Regions from separate parts of the Mus musculus genome. Here region 1 is linked to region 2. A link is a contact called in public Hi-C data. All regions are on one chromosome and are shown on one strand. Each heading gives the region's core, a stretch centred on a gene start, on an enhancer-like site or on the middle of the called end of the contact. The rest is flanking DNA. Distances are from core to core; before and after follow the strand shown.

The links. Hi-C and Micro-C count contacts between places; a contact is called where the count stands out from the background.
Region 1: a contact with region 2 is called in a Hi-C map of liver, with 1.8 times the contacts expected there. The contact joins two enhancer-like sites. A contact is called at or near these places in 1 of 15 datasets of contacts at CTCF or cohesin (the NIH/3T3 cell line), 22 of 484 Hi-C or Micro-C datasets (the AML12 cell line, the C2C12 cell line, ECoMG-derived neutrophils and 16 more) and 2 of 115 datasets of contacts at active chromatin or transcription factors (extraembryonic endoderm stem cells and trophoblast stem cells).

Annotation. Positions count from the first base shown.
Region 1 is chr13:114,757,073-114,763,923 of GRCm38.p6, reverse strand. No RefSeq gene overlaps it. Among named protein-coding and RNA genes, the nearest start is that of Gm34790, 58 kb to the left of the region's middle. Within about 2 kb of position 2,798, at least 18 of the 459 cell types and tissues checked have an H3K27ac peak or open chromatin away from gene starts, as enhancers often do. A contact at or near this core is called in liver, where this site is marked.
Region 2 is chr13:114,062,640-114,069,197 of GRCm38.p6, reverse strand. The region is part of intron 4 of Arl15 (ADP-ribosylation factor-like 15); the gene reads right to left. Among named protein-coding and RNA genes, the nearest start is that of A430090L17Rik, 86 kb to the left of the region's middle. Within about 2 kb of position 3,662, at least 10 of the 459 cell types and tissues checked have an H3K27ac peak or open chromatin away from gene starts, as enhancers often do. A contact at or near this core is called in liver, where this site is marked.

The DNA of each region.
Region 1 (6,851 bases), core at 1,549-4,048, 700 kb before region 2:
ATGAATTTATTGAGTCAATCTCAAAACATTATTCACACATTTTAAAAAAAGGAAAGAAAGAAAGGAAGAAAGAAAGAAAGAAAGAGAGAAAGAGAGAAAGAAAAAAAGAGAGAAAGAAAGAAAGAAAATTATTAAAAGAAGAATATTTAAACCAGATGCTAGATGATACATTTTAGAAATAATTTTACTCATCTAGGTACTTCATATACAAGGCTCTATGGGATTGGTTGTGTTAAATTGGGTTGACAGCTATATTGATTGGTAGTCTTACCTTAGGTTAGAAGCCCATCCCTGGGCATGGTATTTAGGGTCTCCTGGCCTATAGTTAGTTCAGCTTGATGCATCACTATGTTCCTGACACAGCATAAACATAAGCACACATTGCATATGGCAGTTTTCTCAATAACAGATGACACGCATGCTGATCCAATAAGATATTGGCTAGAGACATTGGAGTCATCTTTGCTACTATAGCTATATTCTACAATGTTCACACCAAGGTTAAATTTCCTAATGACACATTTCTTAGAATATATTCTTGTACTTAAGTGACATATCACTATGTGTATGTGCACATGCAAAAATATGTGTTTTATAGTCATCCGCCAGTTCTAAAATTTATTAACCTAATGGGGTGCCTGGGAATATTTTATTTTCCTCATGAAAATGCCCACAGCTGCTTATTCTGAACATCTGGGATAATGGAACTCTAAACAAAATACAGTGTGTGCATAATGCCAGGCACACTTAATCCCTCTTTTGAATGAATTACCAAAATTAGTGTGAAGGAAAGAATTCAGTAGACCTAAAAAAGGCCAACCTTTAATATCACAGCTAATACATTGCAACACAAAAAAACAATCTCCCTTGAAGTAGATTAATTCTTATGGAGCCCTGTCACACAGGCCCAAACCAAGCCAAGATATGACAACCAAAAGCAGTGATAAATGGCTATCCCTGGAGCAGGGAAGGTGTCCAGTAAGGTCTCAATGGTATTGGAGTGGAACCAGGTTAATTTAATATCTTCATCTCTGTTCTGGTAAAGGGTGAGGGATGGATAGTATCAGTATCCCCTGCTAGTATGATAAATGTATCAAGTTGGCAGCTGTTTAAAAACTACAACAATAGAAAAATGTACTGCACCATGGAAAAGAGAGGCTAGAAATATGGCATAAAAACACAAAGCGAGGTTCAACTTGGAAATATGAATGCCGTTACAATTGGGAATTATAATATGAAACAGGGAAATTGTCCAAAAATCTGGCCTGAAATGGAGAGGGGGTGGGGAAAGAGAAAAGAACAAAAAATCTCGAGACTGCTCATTCCCAAACAGGATATGGCATTTCTAAGAGAAGAGATCAGACAACCTGTGGACAAAGAGCATTTGAGCCAGGGTATGGAGTGAGGACTAAACAGACAACAGAGTACAGCAGGTTCAAAGTCATGCGAGTGCCTCCAATTCTACCACAGACGGAGCCTGTAGCACTTCCAGGGGAGCCAGCAGAGGCGCACTATTCAGGTTGACCAGATAGCCTTAGGTTACTGGAAACCAGTCACATTAGAAACATTTTCGTACTCCAGGAAGATGGAGTAGGTGGCTGCTGACAGACATTTTAATGGTCTGTCTATGACAGTCAACTTGTGTGCAATTAAAATGCAAAGCATTAAAATGGTTTTCTTAATCCTTCAAAGAGAAGCTAGAAATAAATGTGAATACCACAAATACTTAACTGTGACCAAGAGTCAGAACTCAGTGCAATAAATACCTTTCCTCCAATGATTAAATACTGCAGAAGGGATGTGGAGGCTCAGGAGGAACCAGAGATGAATGTTCTTGCCAGAAGGAAGAGAAGGGTTTTGTTTTTGGGTTTTAGGGTTTTTTTGGTTTTGTTTGTTTGTTTCGGGGGTGTTATTAATACCCTATCCAGTCATCCTGAATAGTTATTTGGGGGCATTTTAAAAAAATTCTTCAGCTATAAAAAAATAGGGAACAGTCTTCCTCTCAAAGCTGATAGGAAAGCTTAGTGAATAGTGCACAAACAATTCTTTCCACAATGCAAACTTTAGAATGTACCAACAGTAGAGCCAGCTAAAACCAAAGTGCAATGGGTGTGAGGAACTTCACTTCCATGCCTTCTCTCAGATCTCTGAACCTGAGTAAAATACTTAATAATTCTGTACTCCTGTCTCTAGTTTTTGATGATGATGATGATGATGATGATGATGATAATAATAATAATAATAATAATAATATGTCTAGCTTTTTATACATCATATTTTTGAGATCAAGTACATAGACCAATACCTGGCATACAGCTATTTAAAAGATAGTAGCTACAATGGATTTACAAGGCAATTTGTTTACTTATGTTAGGTAAAATACAACTGATTAGTTATTTGGCTTTCACTTAATTTGTCTTCTAATGTGTAAGCATTTGATGTCTACAATGCAATGCCCTGCCAAGATCAAAGAGCAGGGTTCTAGGGGCCAGGCATGCCTGGATTCCAATCTTGGCTTTGAGTCTCACTGGTTGTATTCTTGTGGGTATGTGATTTAACTTACTGGCATTTCATTTCCCTTCTCTGTAAAAGGGATTATCTGCTGCTTGGGATTATAGTGAAGAAGATTCAAGGAGCAAGCAGAAAGGCATGGTTGGGTCTTGACTCCTCCCGCCACTCCACACGTGTCCAAAGAGTCAGAAAAGGCTGGAGAAATCTTTCTCCTAGTCCTCCTGTATTGTGGGTCAACTTATCCCAACTATTTCCTAAAACTGGGAATAGTTCCAGGGACAAGCTGCAGCTGAGGACACAGAACAGAAGAGAACAGAAATCAAGGACAGTTGGAGACATAGCTGTGGGCAAACTCAGACCCTTGCGGATGGAAGTTGGCTGGCCCTGGTGTCATTGGGCAATGACCATGGGAAAGAACAGACAAACAAGAAATATTGCATGGTCTTAAAGATACAGGAAAGGTTTCAAAGTCAGAAAAAAAAGAAAGGGGATTTTTAAGAGTGATGTGGAAGATGCGAGTTTTGGAGGAATCTTAGATGCTTAAAATGTTTGCTTTCTTTGTGTTCTTAAAGTATGGGTGAAGTACCACATGTTTTTGAACAACTGCCACCTTTCTTAAGTACTTCTGGGATTTGTTTTCCCCATTCATAAAGCACTGATTTATCAAAAAAAAATCATTATTTTAAGCACTGTTGTTTTTATCAGCCCAAACAATCAAATCTTTTATTGTATACTATTCAAATTAAAGGGTCCAGCTGAGGTCACAGGACAGACTCTGCACAGTAAATACCTCTCTTCCACAGAACACTTTGTTTTCTCACTCCACTGGAGACGAGAAAAGCAGAAATAAATTTTGACAAAATAAAATAAAATATCTCCCTTAAAAGGGTTTAGAAAACTAGAAAGATGACAGAGGTCTCTACAAATAATGTGTAGCTGTGGTTATTAATGACAGATAACAAAGTGATAGATAACAGAATGAAATTAGGCAAATTGAACTTGACCCTATCCCTGTAGATAAATATACAAAATATAAATAGTTTGTGAAGATGTTTATTAATCAACTCACCTTATGGTCTATAAAGTGAGTCCTACGCAGATTAAAATCATGACTTTCTAGCTGCAAATTATTCCCTGGAAGATGGCTGGGCCTTTTTGGAGGTTTTTCAACTCCCAAGTTGTTTGAAAGCTTTTAATGTGAGAGTGGAATTGATAACTGATACCCTGTGGAGTTTGTAAAAATTAAGAAGAGAATGACTCAAAGGGAGTCACTTGGAGAATCTGGTCAAGTGTGAGACAAACAGGGGACAGGAGAGATCTTTCTGTGATTTGGGCAAGATCGGACTGTCCACACCCTTCCCCACTTACTCACAGTGCCTGTGAATTCCAAGTGAAGCTTGGAAGAGTTTTGTCCTGATCAGCATCTTGAGTTCCACCCCACCCCCCACCCCCCTCCTGAAATGCTCTAGCAACTTTCTTAGAGACAAATTTATTAATGAGGATCCAGCAGAGAAATTGTGTTCCCATGTGTTTAATTTGTTAGCAGAGTTCACCGTGTATCTTACATGTGTACAATTTTTATGACTTTTTAGCAGAGTGCTTTATTACTGCTGGTCTAGTCTGGCCAAGTGAACTTTTTTTGTCAAAAGGGATGCTGTCCTTGTCACCATTTTTGTTAACATTTTAAGAGTGCTTTTTCAGTGCAGGACACTGATGTCTTTCTGTAGTGACAATGTGCAAAGTCATGTGGTGATCTGATAGTGTAACAGCACACTACTCTTGCATCTAAGAAGATGGAATTCATAACTTAAAGTAACTTCTATCTTAGACTTTAACTCAGCCCGTGCTGGTGGAGCCAAAGTAGTATTTCTCCTTGAGCTGGTGGACTTTCTGACTTTTTATTCATCTTTTTTAAAAATACACACTCCACAACACGTTATCAGCACAGAGCACCAGAGATGCTTGTTAAACAAATTATTACCACGTTTTTATTACATCAATTTAATCTTGCTTGTCATACTTTATAACTGGAGTTTGTCACATGACATATTATTAGGTAATTATTCCCTTTGGAATTGTGTGTTAAGATGATAAAAATGCTAAATTCAGAAAGATAGTTGCTATTTGGAAGATTTCTTTTTTAAAGCATTCTCAATCTTGCTAAACTTAGGTCTTCTTGACAACTCTCACTGTTTTTGTTGTTGTTGTTGTTTTGTTTTTGTTTTTTTAAGACCTCTGGTTCCTGTGGGTATGAGTCCCACCCAGGCCTTGGATTCCCTCTGTTACTTCTAGAACATGAAGTGATGCTTCAAATGAAAGAAGTGTTGTATACCAGGATTTCAGTGAATTAGCAATTCACCTTTTGTATTTCTTGATGATGACTTTCTACATAAAGGAAGCCTCTGTCAACAGGTCTCTCTCTCTCTCTCTCTCTCTCTCTCTCTCTCTCTCTCTCTCTCTCTCTCTCTCTCTCTCTCCCTCCCTCCCTCTCCCTCTCCCTCTCCCTCTCCTCTTTCTCCTCTCTTTCTCCTCTCCTCTCCCTCTCCTCTCCTCTCCTCTCCTCTCTTCTCCTCTCCCCCTCTCTCTCTCCCTCCCTCCCTCTTTCCTCTCCTTCACCTATCTCTTCTCTCTCCTCTCCCTCTCCTCTTTCTCCTCTCCTCTCCTCCCTCTCCTCTTTCTCCTCTCTTCTCCTCCCTCTCCTCTTTCTCCTCTCCTCTCCTCCCTCTCCTCTCCTCTCTCTCTCCTCTCTCTCTCTCTCTCTCTTTTCTCTCTCCTCTTCCCTCCCTTTTCTCCTCTCTTTTTCTTCTCCCTCTCCTCTCCTCTCCTCTCCTCTCCTCTCCTCTCCTCTCCTCTCCTCTCCTCTCCTCTCCTCTCCTCTCCTCTCCTCTCCTCCCTTCTCTTCTCCTCTCCCCCTCTCTCTTCCTCCCTTCCTCTTTCCTCTCCTTCACCTATCTCCTCTCTCTCCTCTCCCTCTCCTCTCCTCTCCTCTCCTCTCCTCTCCTCTCCTCTCCTCTCCTCTCCTCTCCTCTCCTCTCCTCTTCTCCCCCCCTTCCCTCCCCCTCTCTCTCCCTCCCTCAAATTTATTATAGAACAAAATTTTAATGCTCTCAAGCTCTGAATGAAGATGCAAGAAGTATCAGGGCCCTCCCAAACCTTGCAGAATAGACCTCTCTTATGAGAAATTCAAAAAAAAATAAGTTTAATCATCTTTCCTTCATTTTAAAATACTTCTGTTGTCATTGTAAACTCAAATAGTGCTATGGATACTATAATAAGTGAGGACCCAAAAGGGATCTTATGGAGAATTCTAGTTAATTATCCTTTCAAGCAACCTTGACCTCGATATATCAACCTGGGGAAATGAAACTAGGGCCAAAAATTGCACACTGCTGACAAGGGAATCTGTGCTTTGTTCCAGTGTTGTTTGTTTTTCCCAGATTCACCTCCTTGTGACACAATTTCTCCATGACCTGGGTAGGTCAGCTTTACCTTGCCCTGAAGAGGTTCTTCCTACTTGGCGTTGCTTCAGTTGCTCACATTTAATCTTACTACAGTCACCTTTGATCACATTTTGGATGAAGCTGATTGGTTAGGACTTATAGAAATATGTTTTAGGTGAAGATCCCTTCTCTGTGCCATGACCCAGAGCACACCAGCCAAACTAGACCCTAGTCACCACACTGAAAGGCACTTTGAGAGAACTCCTGAGGAAGACATAGGCTGTTGGCACCTTATTGCTAGTGTCATTTGGACAGCTCTCCATTGGGTGGCAGTACATGTTCAGAACAACCCTCCCAGTACCAGCTAACAATAGTTCCAAAAAGGAACTTGAAGTTCTTTTCATAAATTCTAATAATAGTCTCTTTTAGAAAAAAAAACAACAACAACAGCTCATTGGCCATGTAATTGATGAGAGATGAACAAGAACTAAACTAGCTTCCAGATGTTTATGTATTTTAGTCAATTACTGCAGAGCCCATAGGTACAGATATAGCTATCATCACTATTGTATTACCAATATCTCCTCATTCTCTGGCATTCAAGTTTTAAAAGCTAATTCTATGCCAATAGGGATTTAAGGGGAATATTTAAATTATGAGAAATGAATTCACCAGTCTTTTCCATCAAGTGTCTGGGACTCATATTACCATACTTGGTCTCTAAGCTCATTTAAAAGCTGTGATCCTTTCTATCTGGCAGGGTTTTGGGATATAGACATGATCTTGTTTTCAACATGGAATTGGGAGTTGGGGGAGCTGCTAAGTTACCGTTCCCACTGAGTTATGTGTAGAACCATTTGGTCAGTTTTCAATCTCTGACACACTTGTCTTCTAGATTTG
Region 2 (6,558 bases), core at 2,413-4,912:
CCAGAAACAAAGCCACCGCCACTGCCACCACTACCAATAACAACAACAACAACAACAAAACCCAATGGTGCACAGTGCCCAAAATAAGCTGAGAAGCATGAGAAAAAGCCAAGAAAATGCACATAAAATAAGCATGGACAGATAGCAAGGTAGGGCAGAGAGGGAGGGAAGCACCGATGTTGGTCATCAAGAGACCCCGGAAAATAATGGCTGCCTGTCACTTCTGCACCCACGAGGATGGAGGAGCATCCTTAGAGAACGGCAGTGAACAGGAACTGCATAGCAGAAGGCGGCATCATAGGTGACAGGAACATGCCTCTCTTTTCTCTGTTTCCCTTCCTCCCCATCCCCCACCAATCGCTGAGTTTGGAGAAGACTTGAGCAGACATTCAGGTCAAGGTGAAGAAACCAACCTACAAATTACCTCTGCTGCCCATTTCCCAGGGAATCCAAAGACACTGACTGGCTCCTGGTTAGGGGTCTTGATCTTTTGATACCGCTTTCTTCTGGTAACTAGCTGCCTGTGAGACTGGTAGGACTTCGATCGATATGACCTGAACACTGAGTCCATTTGCCACAATGCTTTGATAGATCTGTGTTCCTGTGAGACTGCCAGCCAGCAGGTGTGCTGGCTATGTTTTATGTCAGCCTGACACAAGCTTAGTTCATCTGCGAAGAAGGACTCCTAATTGAGAAAATGCCTCTATGGGATTATCCATTGACCAGTCCGTAGGGCATTTTCTTAATTGGTGAATGAAGGTGGAGGGCCCCATACATTGTGTATAGTGCCAACCCTGAGCTGGTGGTACTGGGTGCAATAAGAATGCAGGCTGAGCAAGTCAGTAAGCAGCGCGCCATAGTCTCTGCTTTAGTTCCTGCCCTGACTTCCCTGGATGAAGAGAAAGAACGGGTCCTGCATGGTGGCACACTCCTTTAATTGAAGCATTTGGGAGACAGAGGTAGTAGATGGATCTCTGTGTGTTCAAGTCCAGCCTGGTCAACACAGAAAGTTCCAGGACAGACAGGGAACTATGTAGCAAGACCCTGTCTCAAACACACACACACACACACACACACACACACACACACACACACACACACACACACACAAAGGAATCATATAAGAAGGAGAAGGACAGCCTGGCACTGGTGGCGCACGCCTTTAATCCTGGCACATGGGAGGTAGAGGCAGGTGGATTTCTGAGATGGAGGCCAACCTGGTTTACAGAGTGAGTTCAAGGACAGCCAGGGCTACACAGAGAAACCCTGTCTTGAAAAACCAAAAAGAGAAGGAGGAAGAGAAGAGGATGATGATGAGGAGGTAGAGGAGGAGGAGGCGGAGGAGGAAGAGACCACTGATCTAAACATCTTAAGCAGAAAAAATAAGCAGATATGTTTGAAATCTGAGTCTCAAATCTGAGTCTCAAGGACAGATGACATGTGATGAGTGACTTTGCTCTTGAGATGTAAAGAGCTCCAAGATGGACAGACACAACTTCCTTCAAAGTTGGATACTATTGTCTGAAGGTTTTTCCAAATTAATTTTTTCTAATATGGTGCTGGGCACTGAGCTCAGGGCAGACTCCAAGCTCTGCCGCTGAGCTCGACAGCTCCAGACTCTTCCTCCTGTTAGAAGTGTCAGCATCTGTAAAGGAAACTGAACCCGTAGCACTGGTTTCAGAGTAAAACATGACAGCATGCACAGAAGAATACGCAGAAACATATTATAAATTCACTCATTTTATGAAGCAAAGAGTAGCTGTTATTTTTCAGAAGAATTGAGAGCTTTCGAGTAGTTAAAAATCCTCACATTATTATAGTGTGGAGTAGGAAGGCCCCACAATTCCATATATAAAAGGCATCATGGAAGCCAAGTGTCACTTGGAGGTATGGGAACTTTAGGAGGCAGTGCTTGTGGAAGATGTCAGTCCGCTGGAGGTGTGCCCTGGCAGGGGATGTGGGATTTCAGCCCCTTTCTCTATCTCCTTTGCCTCCCCCCCCCCCAACCCCGCCACTCAAACTATCCTTCCTACCATGATAGGCTGCTTTGGTGACATACTACAGACTGACATCTCTAAAACTGTGAGCTAGCATAAACCTTTATAAGTTGGTGACACTTATCTTGGGTATTTGATAGAACGGTAGGAAGCTGTAACACATTTGTCCAGCTAACAAGAAAGCGGGGACTACTGGCCAGCTTCCCCCATCCCTAAGTCTATGCTGCATGCAAGGCAAGAAGCTCGGCCAACTATGCATAACTCTGCAGCTTACGGCTTCCTCAGGGGGTTGAGGGTCACAAGCTGGACCACGATCTGATTGCTGAGCCCTTTCTCTATAGTGCGTCTCCAAAGCAAATTTACAAAGTATACAAATCCATTAGAAGACAAACCAGAAGCCTCCTAAGGGTGGCTGTCCGTCTTTCTGTAGCGGCATCTAAGACCCAGGATGGCAAGTTCTATAATGGAAGTAGCCCTGGGCTACCTTTGCATCAGTCACTGTATTTCTTCAAGTCATTACCTAATCCAAGTCTTTATACCTTGTTCTTCTCTTCCCACATAAGAAACTACCCCCAACTCCAACCCAAACCAAACTCTGCAAAACATCTACTTAATAAGTTTGATGTATATAAACGTGCTCAGCTCCTTTCTAACCTGAAAATGCTTCCAGGCTGACATGTTACATGGCGTAGTGATCACAACTGTGTCCAAGGTTGGCTTTGGGAGTGTGTAGATCCCATGCACCTCCACACAGGATCCAACTTTTGAAAGGCACCCAGGCCAAGATGGGTTGTGTGCTAAGTAAGTACCCCGTGGTCACTAGCCTGGACTTTCTGTAGTTGGTAGTGATAAGAAGGCTGAAACCCACGGTCTTGCACATGTTCTCTATGAGCTCTGGGCAACCCCAGTCTTGACATTGTTAGTAATTTCATCTTTGACCCTGTGTTCTGCAAGTTCAGTCTGATGGAAAACAGGAGCCTAAACAGGGGATCATGGACAGAAAACATTTCTAATGGCATTTTAAAGCAGCTTCAGGGATGTGAATATTTCTATTTTGTGGTAGGACCTGTTAATTATGTAACAAGCACTACTAGTAATCCTCCTTCACAAATGGGCTTATGTGCTTGGCCACTGTCTTAGTCAGGGTTTCTATTCCTGCACAAACATCATGGCCAAGAGGCAAGTTGAGGAGGAAAGGGTTTATTCAGCTTACACTTCCACATTGCTGTTCATCACCAAAGGAAGTCAGGACTGGAACTCAAGCAGGTCAGGAAGCAGGAGCTGATGCAGAGGCCATGGAGGGATGTTTCTTACTGGCTTACTCAACTTGTTTTCTTATTGAACCCAAGACTACCAGCCCAGGGATGGCACCACCCACAAGGGACTCTCTCCACTTGATCACTAATTGAGAAAATGCCTTACAGCTGGATCTCATGGAGGCATTTCCTCAACTGAAGCTCCTTTCTCTGTGATAACTCCAGCCTGTGTCAAGTTGACACACAAAACCAGCCAGTGCAGGTACTAAACACACTTCTCCCTGTGTTAAATCCACCTTTGATGGGATTTTTCCTGTCTGTCTCAGGAGCACATGGAAGGCAGGGTAGGCAGAAGGCTCTCTATCTACATCAGTGAAACCAGCCCGCCACTCCAGTTAGGTTTCTGTGATGAAAGCTGCTACGCTTTCCCAGAACACTGTGAAAACCATCACACTCCTCTTGCTTTGGCAAGCAACAAAAATAATGACCTCTGCCTTATTTGCTTTCGAGAAGAAACACTTAGCATTTTAAAGCAATGAGAATCGGCTGAGGTATTAGCTTTGTATTTGAAGGGCTTTTATTTTCTTTGAACTTTTTGTTAAATCTGAGCATCAAAGCATGTTTTCAAAGTTTACCGTTCCAGCATCTTAGATTCCAAACAAGGCAACTAACTTTTCCTAAGGGCTGAATGCTGCTTCACGGCAATGATTAATCTGAGTCAACAAATGACTGAGGCAACACCCCCCAACTGCTTATCTCTTAGTGTGAGCAAAAGCAGCTAGCAGCCTCCGGTGGTCCAGAGTGCAGTAACTGAGCTCCAGTTTCCACCACAGATTCTGAGGGCTGCTTCACCTTCTATCATTGCTACATCCTCACACTGGTCCGTCAGAGGCTCCGTCTGAGGGTACAATTTATATCCTACCATGCAAGTTCACTATTGGCATCTGTACCCAAGATAATGCCACAAAGAGCCAAACAGCTATTAATCCCGTCTACCACATTTGCGGTTGTGCGTATGGACACTGCACAAAGGCATGGTGGGTAGAGTGCTGCACAAGCCCCATCACAGGAGTTCTATTGATAGAGATCATGGTGGAAGGAGAGGACTGGCTCTTGAAAGGTGTCCTTTGACTTCCACCATATGCACAGGTGCATGTGCATAGACACACACACAAACTCTAACACACTTACTGAAGACACAGATATACACCCAAACAATAAAATAAAAAAGTCATTTTTTTATGAAGAAATGAATTGAATGAATGTCTCTCTCATAGGACTACAGGTTCAACAATTTTCCCCATTTGGTGACTATAAGGTAAAGAACTCAGAAATGTGTCCTGGGCTACTAGGAGAGATGGGAGACCCAGGGCACTCAGGAGACAGTGAAGGTCAATGTAATAGTAATGATAACCTCTTTCCATTCAGCTGTCCTCTCTCTTTGTGGAGGAACATGAAACTAACGGCAGCGGCTGAGGGAAGGAAAGGCTTTGAGCTACAAAGGTTAACTGTTCAGCGTTCAGGACTGGGAAGCTGAACAATGCAAATGGGGTGTGGGGAGATGTCAGAAAGGTTGTGAGAGCCTCAGCTGCAACTTTTTCCACTAGCTTCAAAGAAGTTGTTGATGTTTAACATTAGCGGTACTAACCTAAGAAAGCCCGAATGGACGATGTTGAGATATTTTAGGCAGAGTAATCAAGACACGGAGAGCATACTCTATTCACACTGACTAAGCTTAGCATGCTGCCAAAAAAATAGGATTTGGAACAAATTTTGGACAAAAACTACTCATCTGTTTTGCAAGAAGGAATCAGAAGCACATAGGCGTAATCAGAATTTTAAACTCGCCGATTAAGTCAGGACACTGATCGCTAACAGATGCATATAGCTGCAAATGTCTCCAATGTTGACAAGCTCTGTAATGTGGGTCTTGACTTCTGCCCAGGTCTATGTTTCTAAATTTCTAATTACATTCAATACTAGTTTTTTGGGGGGTACCTTGGTCAGTTTCTCTTGACCAGTGTGATACTAATTTGTAAGAAAGCCCAAAGAGAGCTCCTAAGCCAGGTCTTGGTAGAAAAGACATTTCTACTAAGCAACGTAAACTGAGCAAAAGGGGCTGGCGCTGGGTAGTCACTGGGAAATGCTTCCTTCTTAGACAACAGTTTGGAGGCTGGGCATGGAAAGACTGGAGTTTGCAGCTCAGAGATTCTGGCCAAGGACATGGGTTTTAAGACATATTTTGAAAAGGTAAAATGGGCTCTCAGGGATCCTCATGATGTGATTCATGAAGTAGTTCATTCTGGAAACTACAAACATGATATTCTTCCTTACCCAGAGAAGACACATCCCAAGCTCATCCATCGATAGATGCCCTGAAGCTGCAGAAACACTGAACTCCGCAACCCAAAGCATGTTCCATTGTAACTAATCACTCCCCAGGCACTGGGCTGCAGTTTGGGTACTATGAGACTAGCATCAATTTCTTTTTCCTTCAAATATTTTTTCTTTTCTTCCCTTCACAATTTCATGGACATTAAGATTTGTTCTTACCATGGAGTGTAGCAAACTTAACATCTCCTTCTTTTTGGTTCAATATTGAACTGAGGCCTTTCAAGCTTTTTATCCAGAGGAAGTACTTTATAGAAGCTTCCCTCTGGATTATGCAAATAAAAGCATAACCACCCTTGTCCGCTGTTAAAATAGAGGTAACAACACTGCCACACTCAAGCTCTAGAACCAATGATTGAGATGCCCATTGAATGACTAATGGATGGGCAAGATCTAAGGCAAAGATACAATAGACATGAGGTCTTTTCACATCTGTCAGCTTGACACAGGTGGGTGGGTGGTGTGCAATTGAGAACCTGAGAATTTTGAGAACTGTTGGCTTCTGGAACTTTCCATTTAATATATTTGGTACCCGAACTATGGGGTGATTTCTGTACAACAGAAGGAAATGTGGTGTCCACTATGAAGTCTTATCTAAAGGGACATCGAGAACACAATAATGGAATGATCACACGACCTACGAAGGAGGTCTCTTTGCTTCATACCCTAGCAAGAACTGTAAGAAGGAACATGACAGCTATGTATTGCAACCAATGGTTACAGAGATGTTTTAAGGCTCATTAAAGGAAAACTATTTCCTTCTAGAGAATGAAATCTCTGGCCTGGGTGGAGACTTCCATTCCTCCTAGGCATGTCAATGAAGGGACCATCCCTCGCGAGGGCAGAATCACCTATGAGGTGCAGTCTCCCTAAGCTGTGCTAGAGAGACAGAAGAGAGAATGTATGTTTGTTTC